3 separate regions of the Sus scrofa genome follow, and all the other regions are linked to region 2. A link is a contact called in public HiChIP or PLAC-seq data. All regions are on one chromosome and are shown on one strand. Each heading gives the region's core, a stretch centred on a gene start, on an enhancer-like site or on the middle of the called end of the contact. The rest is flanking DNA. Distances are from core to core; before and after follow the strand shown.

Evidence for each region. HiChIP or PLAC-seq counts read pairs in DNA pulled down with a chosen protein or histone mark.
Region 1: a contact with region 2 is called in an H3K27ac HiChIP or PLAC-seq map of alveolar macrophages. The contact joins two enhancer-like sites. A contact is called at or near these places in 7 of 47 Hi-C or Micro-C datasets (alveolar macrophages, epiblast stem cells, fetal heart ventricle and 4 more) and 2 of 2 datasets of contacts at active chromatin or transcription factors (alveolar macrophages and skeletal muscle).
Region 3: a contact with region 2 is called in an H3K27ac HiChIP or PLAC-seq map of alveolar macrophages. The contact joins two enhancer-like sites. A contact is called at or near these places in 3 of 5 promoter capture datasets (fetal liver, fetal skeletal muscle and liver) and 1 of 2 datasets of contacts at active chromatin or transcription factors (alveolar macrophages).

Annotation. Positions count from the first base shown.
Region 1 is chr9:49,716,484-49,719,899 of Sscrofa11.1, reverse strand. All of the region lies in intron 1 of UBASH3B (ubiquitin-associated and SH3 domain-containing protein B), which reads right to left. Among named protein-coding and RNA genes, the nearest start is that of CRTAM, 64 kb to the left of the region's middle. Within about 2 kb of position 1,354, at least 17 of the 83 cell types and tissues checked have an H3K27ac peak or open chromatin away from gene starts, as enhancers often do. A contact at or near this core is called in alveolar macrophages and retroperitoneal adipose tissue, where this site is marked.
Region 2 is chr9:49,546,222-49,549,727 of Sscrofa11.1, reverse strand. No RefSeq gene overlaps it. Among named protein-coding and RNA genes, the nearest start is that of UBASH3B, 83 kb to the left of the region's middle. Within about 2 kb of position 2,092, at least 12 of the 83 cell types and tissues checked have an H3K27ac peak or open chromatin away from gene starts, as enhancers often do. A contact at or near this core is called in alveolar macrophages and retroperitoneal adipose tissue, where this site is marked.
Region 3 is chr9:49,775,271-49,778,733 of Sscrofa11.1, reverse strand. No RefSeq gene overlaps it. Among named protein-coding and RNA genes, the nearest start is that of CRTAM, 5.2 kb to the left of the region's middle. Within about 2 kb of position 1,738, at least 2 of the 83 cell types and tissues checked have an H3K27ac peak or open chromatin away from gene starts, as enhancers often do. A contact at or near this core is called in alveolar macrophages, where this site is marked.

The DNA.
Region 1 (3,416 bases), core at 105-2,604, 170 kb before region 2:
GGCAGCCTCCTGTCTGCTGCTGGCCCGACTCCCGCCCCCAAGACCATCACCCCTTTGTCGTGTTGTCTGATCCCCTGGGCCTCAGTTCCCAGAGCTCAGAGAATGAGGCAATACCCCCTTGGGTGGGCAGAAAGCACAGTGCCACCCTGGGGACCTTAGGAAGCCTCGTCAAAGGAGGGTTTAGGGTTTTTTGTTTGTTTTTTCTTTTTTTTAAAAAAAAACAAGGTCTTATTTTCCCATTAAATTTCTGGGAGCTGGGAGCCCTTCCACCTCACAAGCCCTCCTCCCTTGATGCTTTAGGAGGAAAGGGAACAGGAACCAGAAGTCAATCAGTAATTTTATTTTATGGATAGAAAAATACAAACCATTCGTCCAGTATCCCATGCATAGCCTGGAATAGCTAGATTTATCAGATGTCTGCTAATACCTAGGACCACGATGGGCCCCTCTGAGCATGATGACGTGTGTATGTTTGTTAAGTGTGTGTCCAAGATCACAAATTCTGCTGACGGTATAGGTATTAAGATATGATATTTAGGATGCTTACAGAATTTCAGGCCTTGGAGATCAATCCTCTCGTGTGGCAGATGAGGAACTAAGACCGCCCAGGTAAACGACAGGCACAGGACGCCAGGTGTCCTAAGTCCCCAAGCTGTGCTCTTGGCACATCACCAGGCTGTGTCTCTGGCTTTTTGGCTTAGACTGTGCTGCTCGATGTCCTTTTGATCTCGCAACACTTCTTGAGCTCCAGGCAGGTGCTCCTGTGCTGAGAGGCTTCTCCCCTCTGTGCGGTCTTGGGTCCTACTTCCTTCTTGGACCTCCTCCCACAGCTGCCCCCGGCCTTACCACAGCCCTCCACACTGAGGCGCTACAGCCTTGGAGAACAGCTCCAACCACCCCCGATGTGAAGGGAGCAGAGTCTGCAAAGAGCCAAACGTGCCCCCTTCCTGGGATGCAGGAAATAAGTGGGGTGCGAGGGGAGGAGGCGGGGAAGGAGGAAGTGTCAGGTAACCATCTTACTTAATCCTCAGGGCACGTCTTTTAGGTGTTTTGCAAGATGGGGAAGCAGAGGCTTAGAGAGAGAGAGGCAGAGCATTAGGCTTAAACTTACAAACGTGCAAGCTTAAGAATCCAATCCAGTTACTGGCTCCAAGGAGCAAGACGTGGTCCTACATTTCCGATTCACAAAGAGTACCTGACTTAGCTCTCTGTGGCTTTCAAGGCCAAGCGTGCCTAAGAATTTTTCACACCATTTATTTTTACTGCCACATTCAAATGTCACCCCTGACTGCGGTCGGCCTGGATTCCTCTCAGGCCAACACATGGTGATCTTATGTCACAATGCAGGGCTTGATTCTTTCTGTCCTAATTAACTGAGGCTCTTCCTTAACCAGCTCGTGAGCCAGCTGCCTAGGAACCCTGTGTCCTGTGTCCCTTGCCCTCCACCACTGGACTGAGGGCAGAGTCTAACTTCTCCATTCCATAGGGCAGGGAACTGAGGCTTGGAGAGAAAAACGACTTCCTGAAGGTCACGGTGAGTTGGTGCAGAGCTAACTTAGAACCCAGGACTCACAAATTATTGTCATGTACATGACTCCAACCCATCACTTCTTCCCACCGCTTTGACTATCCATTGGGTGCCCCCGGGAGAAGGGCTGAGCTGGGGGGACAGCCAATTCTGGTCTGTGGCTCTATCACTGTGTGATCCTGAGCAAGTCTCTGACCTTCCTGGGATCGTGGAAAACGGAAAGGGCTTAGATGGAGCTCAAAGTCCCCTTCCAGTTCCAATGGCCCATGTGTTATGTGTCCTGTGGGTTCTCTTCTCCTTCCTCACACTGGGGGAGGCAGCTGGGCTGTTTCCATTCCCCAGGATGACAGTGAGAGGTAAAACAGAAGAGCCAGATGTGGCCTGATGAGGAAGGGTAGCCTGGCGAGGTTGGGGGAGGGGGGCCATGGAGACTCCTCAGGGGCAATGACACTGGATAGCAAAGCAGGAGTCACACTTACAAACACCCAAAGCAATGGAAAGCGGCCCTCCCTGCAGGTGGCAGCCTCCAGCCTCACTCTGCTTCACCCAGTGGGAAGGAACCATATTCTCTCTAAGCCAAGCGTGCTCGGTCTGACCCCGTCAGCGGCTCTCCCAGATGAAACACAGGTTGGGGGTCCTCCAATTGCTAGTCTGTGTTCAGTAGTGTAGTTAAGACCCAAAGAGAACGACTCTCCAGGAAAGTGAGGAGCCATTTTTGGCTTCTCAGGGAGACAGCGTCCTTGAGGACAAGAGAGAGGGTCCATTGCCACTTCTGGGGTGGCCGCCATATGCTAGAAAGGCAGCCTCCACTATTCTGAGGAAAAGATTAATTTCATCCTGTAGTTTGTCTTTCTTAGCAAATGAGTGTAAATGTGGAAATCCCCTCACTATTGCCATCAACTGTGCTGGCCAATATGCTCGCCACTAGCCACATGCGAAATAAAACTAAAAATTCAGTTCCTCATCACGCTGGCTGCGTTTAAGGTGCTGGTGGCTACCATGCTGGCCGGATAGATACAAACATTCTCACCCCCACAGAGTGCTGAGGGGACAGGGACACACTAGAATATAAGCTCCCCAAGAGCAAGAATGTGGCCTTGTTCATTTCTAGACCTCAAGTCCCTGGAGAGGGGTCTGGCACACACTTGGCACTTAATTAACAACTTTTTTGGGAGGAGGGGCCATGCCCACGGCACACAGAAGTTTCCAGGCCAGGGATCAAAACCGCACCACAGCAATGACAATGCCGGATCTTTAACCCACTAGGCCAGCAGGGAACTCCTTGAATGCATTTATTGAATTCGCAGTTAGGCAGGTTTGATAGGGCAGAGAATACAGTTGTGATGGTATGGTGATAATAGCAACTCAAAGTTACACGTCAGACTTCTTCTAAAAAACTCTGATTTCCCCTAGTGTTCATTCTCTAAGAAGGTTTCTGAGCCCCCATTGGTGCTTCCCTGGCCTGGGTGCTAAGAAAGACAGGAAAAATCAACAAGAGAAGGACGTGAAATGTATTTGGAAGGAGCAGAGGACTAGGAAAAGGGAAGACCCAGGCTCCAGTCCTGATTCCATTCACAGGGGCAATCAGCCCCTTTGAATCTCACTCTCTTAAGCTGTAAAACGAGAATACTACTACTCTCCCCCAGGAGCTGTTTGCATGAAACCAAATGAGATAATATAACAGAATATCCTCTGGAAACTATAGTTTGTGTCATTGACCTTGCCTTCAAGTTGCTTCTGAGTCCCCACTACATGGTCCTTAAGAATACTTTGCCTCATCCACCTGCTCTCTGTGCCTTGGGATCATTACTTCAATCTGTCGTGTGCACCTCCAAGGAAATATTTCTGCTTAAATACCCCTATTATCATGCCCCTGTGCCCCAAAGAC
Region 2 (3,506 bases), core at 843-3,342:
TCAGAGGTTGCCAGGGAATGGAAGGGCAAAGAGCGTGTGACTATATAAGGACAAGGAGAGGGATCTTTTGGTGACGGAACTATTCTGTATCCCAGGTGGCAGTTACATGAGTACAGACATGTATTCAGATCCAAAGACCTAGCTACCAAAATAAGCCAATATTACTACATGACTTAAAAAATAAAATTAACAATGTTAATGGTAGGATCTAAATGACAGATCTACTCATATTCACTCTAACATTCTTTTAACTAAATTGTAGGTTTAAAATTTTTCATAATACATCATGGAAAAAAATGACCAATGTCTAGACCTCTGTTTGCTGTAACAGAATACCATGAACGGGATGGCTTAAACAACAGGAATTAATTCCTCACAGTTCTGGAGGCTGGTAGTTCAAGATCAAGATGCTGGCAGATTTGGGATTTGGTGAGAGAGAACACACTTCCTGGTTCACAGGTGGCTGTCTTCCCTCTGTATCCTCATGTGATGGAAAGGGTGAGGGAGCCCCAGGCCTCTCCTATCAGGGCACTAATCCCCTTCATAAGGGCTCCACCCTCATGAAATAGCCACACTAAAGGCCCCACCTCCTAATATTACCATATTTGGGATTAGGACTTCCCTTTTGGTGGTGGAGGGCACAGATCTTCGGTCTACAGCAGCCTCACTCCCCAGAATTCTGATTTAATTTGCCAAAAAGTCCTGAGTGTTCACATTTTATAAGGCTCCCTGGGGCTGTGAGGATGGGAAATGGCCAGCAGAGCGGACCAAGCCTTATAGAGCTGTGTTCTCCCATCACTTTTACTTCTCTGCACAGAATCTTCCTTCCCACTTGCTGCCCAACTTTCTGATTTTTTCCCCCTAATAGATGCAGCAGCTGAATGTGAACCGCATCATTTCCCCTTGGTCCCCTTCTGCTCACAGATGTTGTCATCCTCCCAGTTGAAATTTAGGTCTGATCTGTGGCCTTTCAGTTTGTATTTATGTCATTTGTACTGTCTTATAGTCACTGATATAAAGGCTCCACACCTGCCTGCCTTTGCTCATGTAGTTTTCTCACTTCCAGAAATTTCTTCTACTTGTTCTCCCAAAACAACTCCATTCTAAATTATCGTGCATGTGGAGCTTAGGGCCGTTCCCTAAGGAATACTGAACATTGAGTTCGGGATAATGTGAATGAGGTCTTTACATCAGCCACCGGCAACAGTGATAATTAGGAAGAGAGGAGAGGGGAGGAGAATGGTACTAACGGGTTCTGAAGCTGACAACGGGAAGAGGCCCAGGAGGAGAGGCAGGAATAGACTCCCAGAGGCAGTGTAGGATATTGGAAGGAATCTGGGCAGAGGTCAGTACACTGTGTCTACTGTGTCCCAGTCTGTGCTCTTCTAGGAGATACTCTGGACCATCTACCTGATGTCTCCAGGATACAGTTGCATCATTTGGAGAATATGGGATTTGAACCAGATGACCTCGAACTCACATCTAATCATTTGGAAGTTCTGCAATTCTGACAGAGGCTTATTTAACTCTAGGATCTGAGAGGGAGAGGCTATTATTCGTCCTTTTCACATTATCATACATTAATTCCTTTAGGGTGCTTTCTCAGAATCTGATGTAGCCTGACACTGAAGGAAATTGAGTTTGGATGGGAAGGTAGGAACAGAGCGTGGAATTTGGAAGCATGAGGATGTTTTTTAAGGAAAGGGGATGAAGGCCCACACGAGGGCACTGGTGAGGTTCCATTATCCTCTTTTAAGGGATGGGAAACAAGATCAAGAAACATTAAAATGTCACCTGGCTAGCAAGGGAGGTGGTCTGAATTTGAACCCCAATCTGTTCAATCCCAAAGTGTAGTAGAGGGGTGATTTGGGAAGTGAAAGTAAAACGCAGAAGGAAGGAAGGAAGGAAGGAAGGGGGGCGGGAGGGAATGAGGAAGACAGGGCTGACCCTGGGTATTCTGAATAGTCCCTCAGGCCAAACTGAAATAGGGAAAAAAATGATACTGTTTTTTTCCATCCTCTGCACCCACAGATGTCCCTGAGTTCTTTCCTAGGCTCTGTGGTCTTGGCCTAGGACAAGGAAGTGATGACTTTAGCAAGATGTTCTCAGGAAGACGTGGGCCTTTTTAGACAGCCAGTCAGTTCCTCCTACGACAAAGCATTGGGGGGAGAATCCAAGATTTACTCAGATTTTTGAAATGGGGGATTTTAAAGAAAGTTGACCACATGCGATGGCTGAGTCTCTTGCTCAGATAACAGTGAAGCCTTAGGGTAGTGCTTTGGCTCTAAGGGTGCACAAATAGTCCGCTGTGATAGTCACTGGATCTGCAAGGCAGCAGAGACTATTTAGGTCCTCACGGACCTACCATTTGGGCAAGCCAGTAACCGGAAGTCAAAGGTCTGCCGATACACTGACTGCTAGGTTCCGGCAGGCCTGACCCTATCAGGTACTGGTGGGGCCAGAAGATCGGTGTAATAAAGTGTCGTGTAAAGTCCTCAGGTGTGTTACATAAACAGAAAGGTCTTGTCTGCAAAAATCTACAAAGAATCAGCTCGCACACACCACTGGGTGGCAGTATGGCGCTCCTCTTTGTTTCTAGTTAGTGGCTCTATTTTCCTGGACCTAAGGTATCAGATTCCATTCCATTACACCAACTACATTTTCCTCCTTCCCTCCCTCCCCGAGCGTCCCTGTCCTGAGCTTCAGGTGTGTGTGTGTGGAGGGGGGGTTGCTGGTGGGGGTTGGAGTTAGAAGGGAGAAGGATAAATATTTAGGATCAATTATGTCCCCTCTTTTCCTAACATCATCAGCTAGGTTAGGTCTTTGTTTTATTAATAGAGATTTATAATGAATAATATTTTTTAAAAGATGGCAAGCCTAAACACAACACCATGGGGGAAGTTCATTTCTAGGCTGAAATGTAAAATACCTCTGTTCAAAATACTCCTTGCGGGAAGATTCTAAAAAGAGGAAACAAGATATTTTTTGAAAGATGAACGGGTGATTTTTGCCTAGGGAGAATGGGCAGAGGCAGCAGAAGGTGGAGCCTTGCGAAGCCAAGTGTAGAGCTGCTCTGCCATCTGGTGGACAAAGTGGCACCTGACGTTTGTAAACTCCATACATAGTTTCCAGACTTTTAGATTTTTATGAATTACAAAATAAGAAAAACAAGGCAAACAAAAAATCCCAGAAGAATCTCGAATAAATAAAGTCAGATCATGGTTGCAACTTTTTTTTTATTTTGCTAAGCAATATTTTAAAAAAATCCAACATCTGTGGTTACCATTATCTTGAAGGACAATAATTCACAAAGAGTTTCAGAAAAATAAAAGGGCAGCCTTTTTTTTTTTTTTTGTCTTTTTTAGGGTCGCACTGTGGCATATGGAGGTTCCCGGGCTATGGGTCTAATTAGAGCTGTAGCCCCCAGCCTACGCCAGAGCCACAGCAACGTAGATCCCAGCAACATCTGTGACCTACACCACAGCTCAGGGCAACGCCAGATCCTT
Region 3 (3,463 bases), core at 489-2,988, 230 kb before region 2:
TTTATTTTTGTATGTAATGTCAGAGAATATTCTAATTTCATTCTTTTACATGCAATTGCCCAGTTTTCCCAGCATCATTTATTGACTGTCTTTTCTCCTTTGTATATTCTTGCCTTCTTTTTTGTACTTAATTGACAATAAGTGTTTGGCTTTATTTCTGGGCTTTCTATCCTGTTTCATAGATCCATGTGTCTGTTTTTGTGACAGTACCATACTATTTTGATTACTGTAGCTTTGTAGTTTAGTCTGAAGACCATAGTTATTTTAAAATAGCTTTATTGATATAATTGGCATAATGAACTGTACATATTTAAAATATACAATTTGATAAATTTTGATATTTACATATACCCATGAAAGCATCACAATCAAAATATTGAAAATATCCATCATCCCCCAAATTTTCTCCTGCCTGTTGTAACCCTCTCTCCCATCCCTCTCCATCTCCCCTCTTCAAGCAACCACTGATCTGCTTACTGTCATTGTTCTTATGTGGCATGATTATTTTGAGTTTCTTGTGTCATGAGTTCATTCCTTTCTATGCTTGGGTGGTAGTTCATGATATGAATTTACCACAGTTTATTTGCCCATTCACTTTAGAGGGACTTCTGGGTTGTTTGCTATAGGATAGTGTTAAATAATTGTTTATTAAATTGCATCAGTTGTAGTGAAACTTTAAATATATGGGGAACTTTCTATGTTCCCACATCAGCTTCTTGTGGTAATCCATTTCAGAGAAAAATTAGTAAGAGTGGTTAAAGTAAATGCTTGTCCTGGGAGTTCCCGTCGTGGCGCAGTGATCCACTAATCCGACTAGGAACCATGAAGTTGCTTGTTCGATCCCTGGCCTCGCTCAGTGGATTATGGATCTGGCGTTGCTGTGAGCTGTGGTGTAGGTCGCAGACGTGGCTTGGATCCCGCGTTGCTGTGGCTATGGTGTAGGCCAGTGGCTACAGCCCCAATTAGACCCCTAGCCTGGGAACCTCCATATGCCGTGGGAGCGGCCCTAGAAAAGGCAAAAAAAAAAAAAAAAAAAAAAAAAAAAGTAAATGCTTTTCCTTAATTGACACCTGTGGTGTACACTCAGGTATTCTACCCAGATTCTCCCTCCATCTCTGGGAGGCTGGTTAGTTGGGTCCTTCTCTGAGAATTACCCTCAGTGGGGAGAAGCATTTTACCCAAGTCACACCTCCTCCATGGGACCCCCAAGAGGAGTTGAAAGGCCCTGTACCCTTGCCCCCAGGTAGAGTAACTGTGAAGGGAAATGGCCCAGCTCCAGAGCTCCCCTTGGGGTCAGAATTAGCTGAGGCCTTTGTTATGACAGCATCCCCATTCAGCTTCTCTTTCTGTCCCATCACAAGTGTTTTCCTGAGAGCATGGCTATCAGTTCCTACACACAAATCTCTGTCTCTGCATCCTTTTCCCAGGGAAACTGACCCACAACAGCACCTGAAACAGGTTGTCAAATGAGTGAGTGAATGAACAATAATGAACTCTCCATCTGAGATGGAAACAGGGCCCTTTTTTTCGGAGCCTAAAAGGCTGCTTGTCTTATAATTTTTTTCAGAGCATTCAAGATCTTGCTTTAAATTACCCTCTGGGAGATAATGAGTGTATCTTATTCCCCCACAGATGTGCTGTCAACTGTTTGCAAGCCTTGAGAAATGTCACAATAGTCCACTGGACCCAGATGACAAATGGTCCGTGGGGGAAATGCTGCAAGGCAGCTTTGGGTGACATGCCCTTGTGGTTTGCATGGTCCTTCCTACTCTCATCGCCTTCACTTCAGCCTGCAGCCCACAGAGGAGCTCAGCAGGGGAAGGCAGCAGATTGTGGCTGCTTAGCGAATGGAGGGGAAAGATGAGGTTGGAGAGTAGTGGTCAGGGAGTGACCTTCTACATATTTTCTAATGGAAAAGTGTCTACTGACCCCCTTGTATGTGAAAGGTCTCACTGCTGATAGCCAATTTGTCACTTTGCTCCCCATTTCATGAAGTCCCCATGGTATGTTTTCGTACTCACAGGAGTAGCATTTGTTGGGGTGGTGGTGATGGGACAGGTTTTAGAGAAATAAACATCACGCCCCTGGTCATCCTAGATTGTCGAGGGGAAAAAATTCTGAAAAGGAGATCTAGTAAGTAGGCGAAGGATGGACTGTTTTAAGGGTCAGAAAAATAGGGGATTTCCCCATGTGTAGAAGCCCCTGGGGTTTTTGCTGCAAGGACAAGAGGTGCCTAAACATTCTTCTTAACCTTTCACAGCTCCTGTGAAACCTCTGTGGCCTTTCCCAAAGCCAGCACAAGAGGTGGCCCAGCCTGCATTTCCCAGCAGATGCAGGCCAGCCGGTTCACACCATGTTGGGATTCTCTGAGCACTGCTATAGACCTACACAGAGGGGTTGGGGAGTTTCCAAACCAGAGCAGCAGCCTCTGGTTACTAGGTACTGAGTGAGACAAAGGCTGCCTATGGGCAGCAAAACTTAGTGGGATGAGTAAGGGGTGGGAGGTGGACAGACCCAGGCTTGTCACTTGGGCCCCGAGCAGACGCCTTGTCTCCTGGCAGCCACGTCTTCATCTGTCAAATGGGGAGGGTCATTACAGCATAAGGGGAGGTACGAATCCAGCACACTCTCCAATGTGCCCAGCATGGTGGCATGTGCTCCATACATCCTTAGATGTCAGGTGGCTGGGGCAGCATTTTGTCCCCATAGGAACCGCAATAGGTTAGATGTGCTGGAAAAGGAAAGGGCCCCCTAAGCTTTTGTTCTTCAGGCTTCTTGCTGAAACTTCTATAATCAAACAGGTCATTCTGAAAACAGAGCCCATGTAAGAGCTGATTTCAGAAGGAAATGGACCTCAGGGCAGCAATTGCAGCTTCAAGTCTTGGCTCACAATTCTCCCAGGATGACTGACACACACCCTCCGGGGGGTGGGAGGGGCCTTCATGTACAAACAAGGAACCCAGGTCTCCCCTTGTGCCTCAGTGTTCTGTTCTGTTCTGGAAGGTCTTAAAAACTTCTATAAAAAATATATTTCAAACTATTAGTCCAGGCTCTGGAGCCAGGCTGACATGGCTGGAATTCAGCTCCAAGAAATCCAGCCAGGTGACCTTGGGCAGGTTGTTGAATCTAAGACTCAGTTTCCTCTTTTGTCAGCTGGGAATAATAATTGTTGAGAAGATGCGAGAAATTTACACAGGTAAAGTACTTAGAGGAGTGCCTGGTAGGGATAAGCCCTCACTAAATGCTGGCTGTCGCTTTGCCAGCTACTGGACACCACTGATCCATTCATTTGTTAGGCTGTGGGAATGGTTTCTAGGCTGGACTCTGCCACAAAAATCCAAACAAAATCCAAATATTTCACCATGGCCGACAATAGAGATGGGCAAACTTTTTCTATAAAGCACTAAGTAGTGAATATTTCGGGCTTTGCAGGTCTTCTGTGCTCTTGTTCTCACCCCTGCCT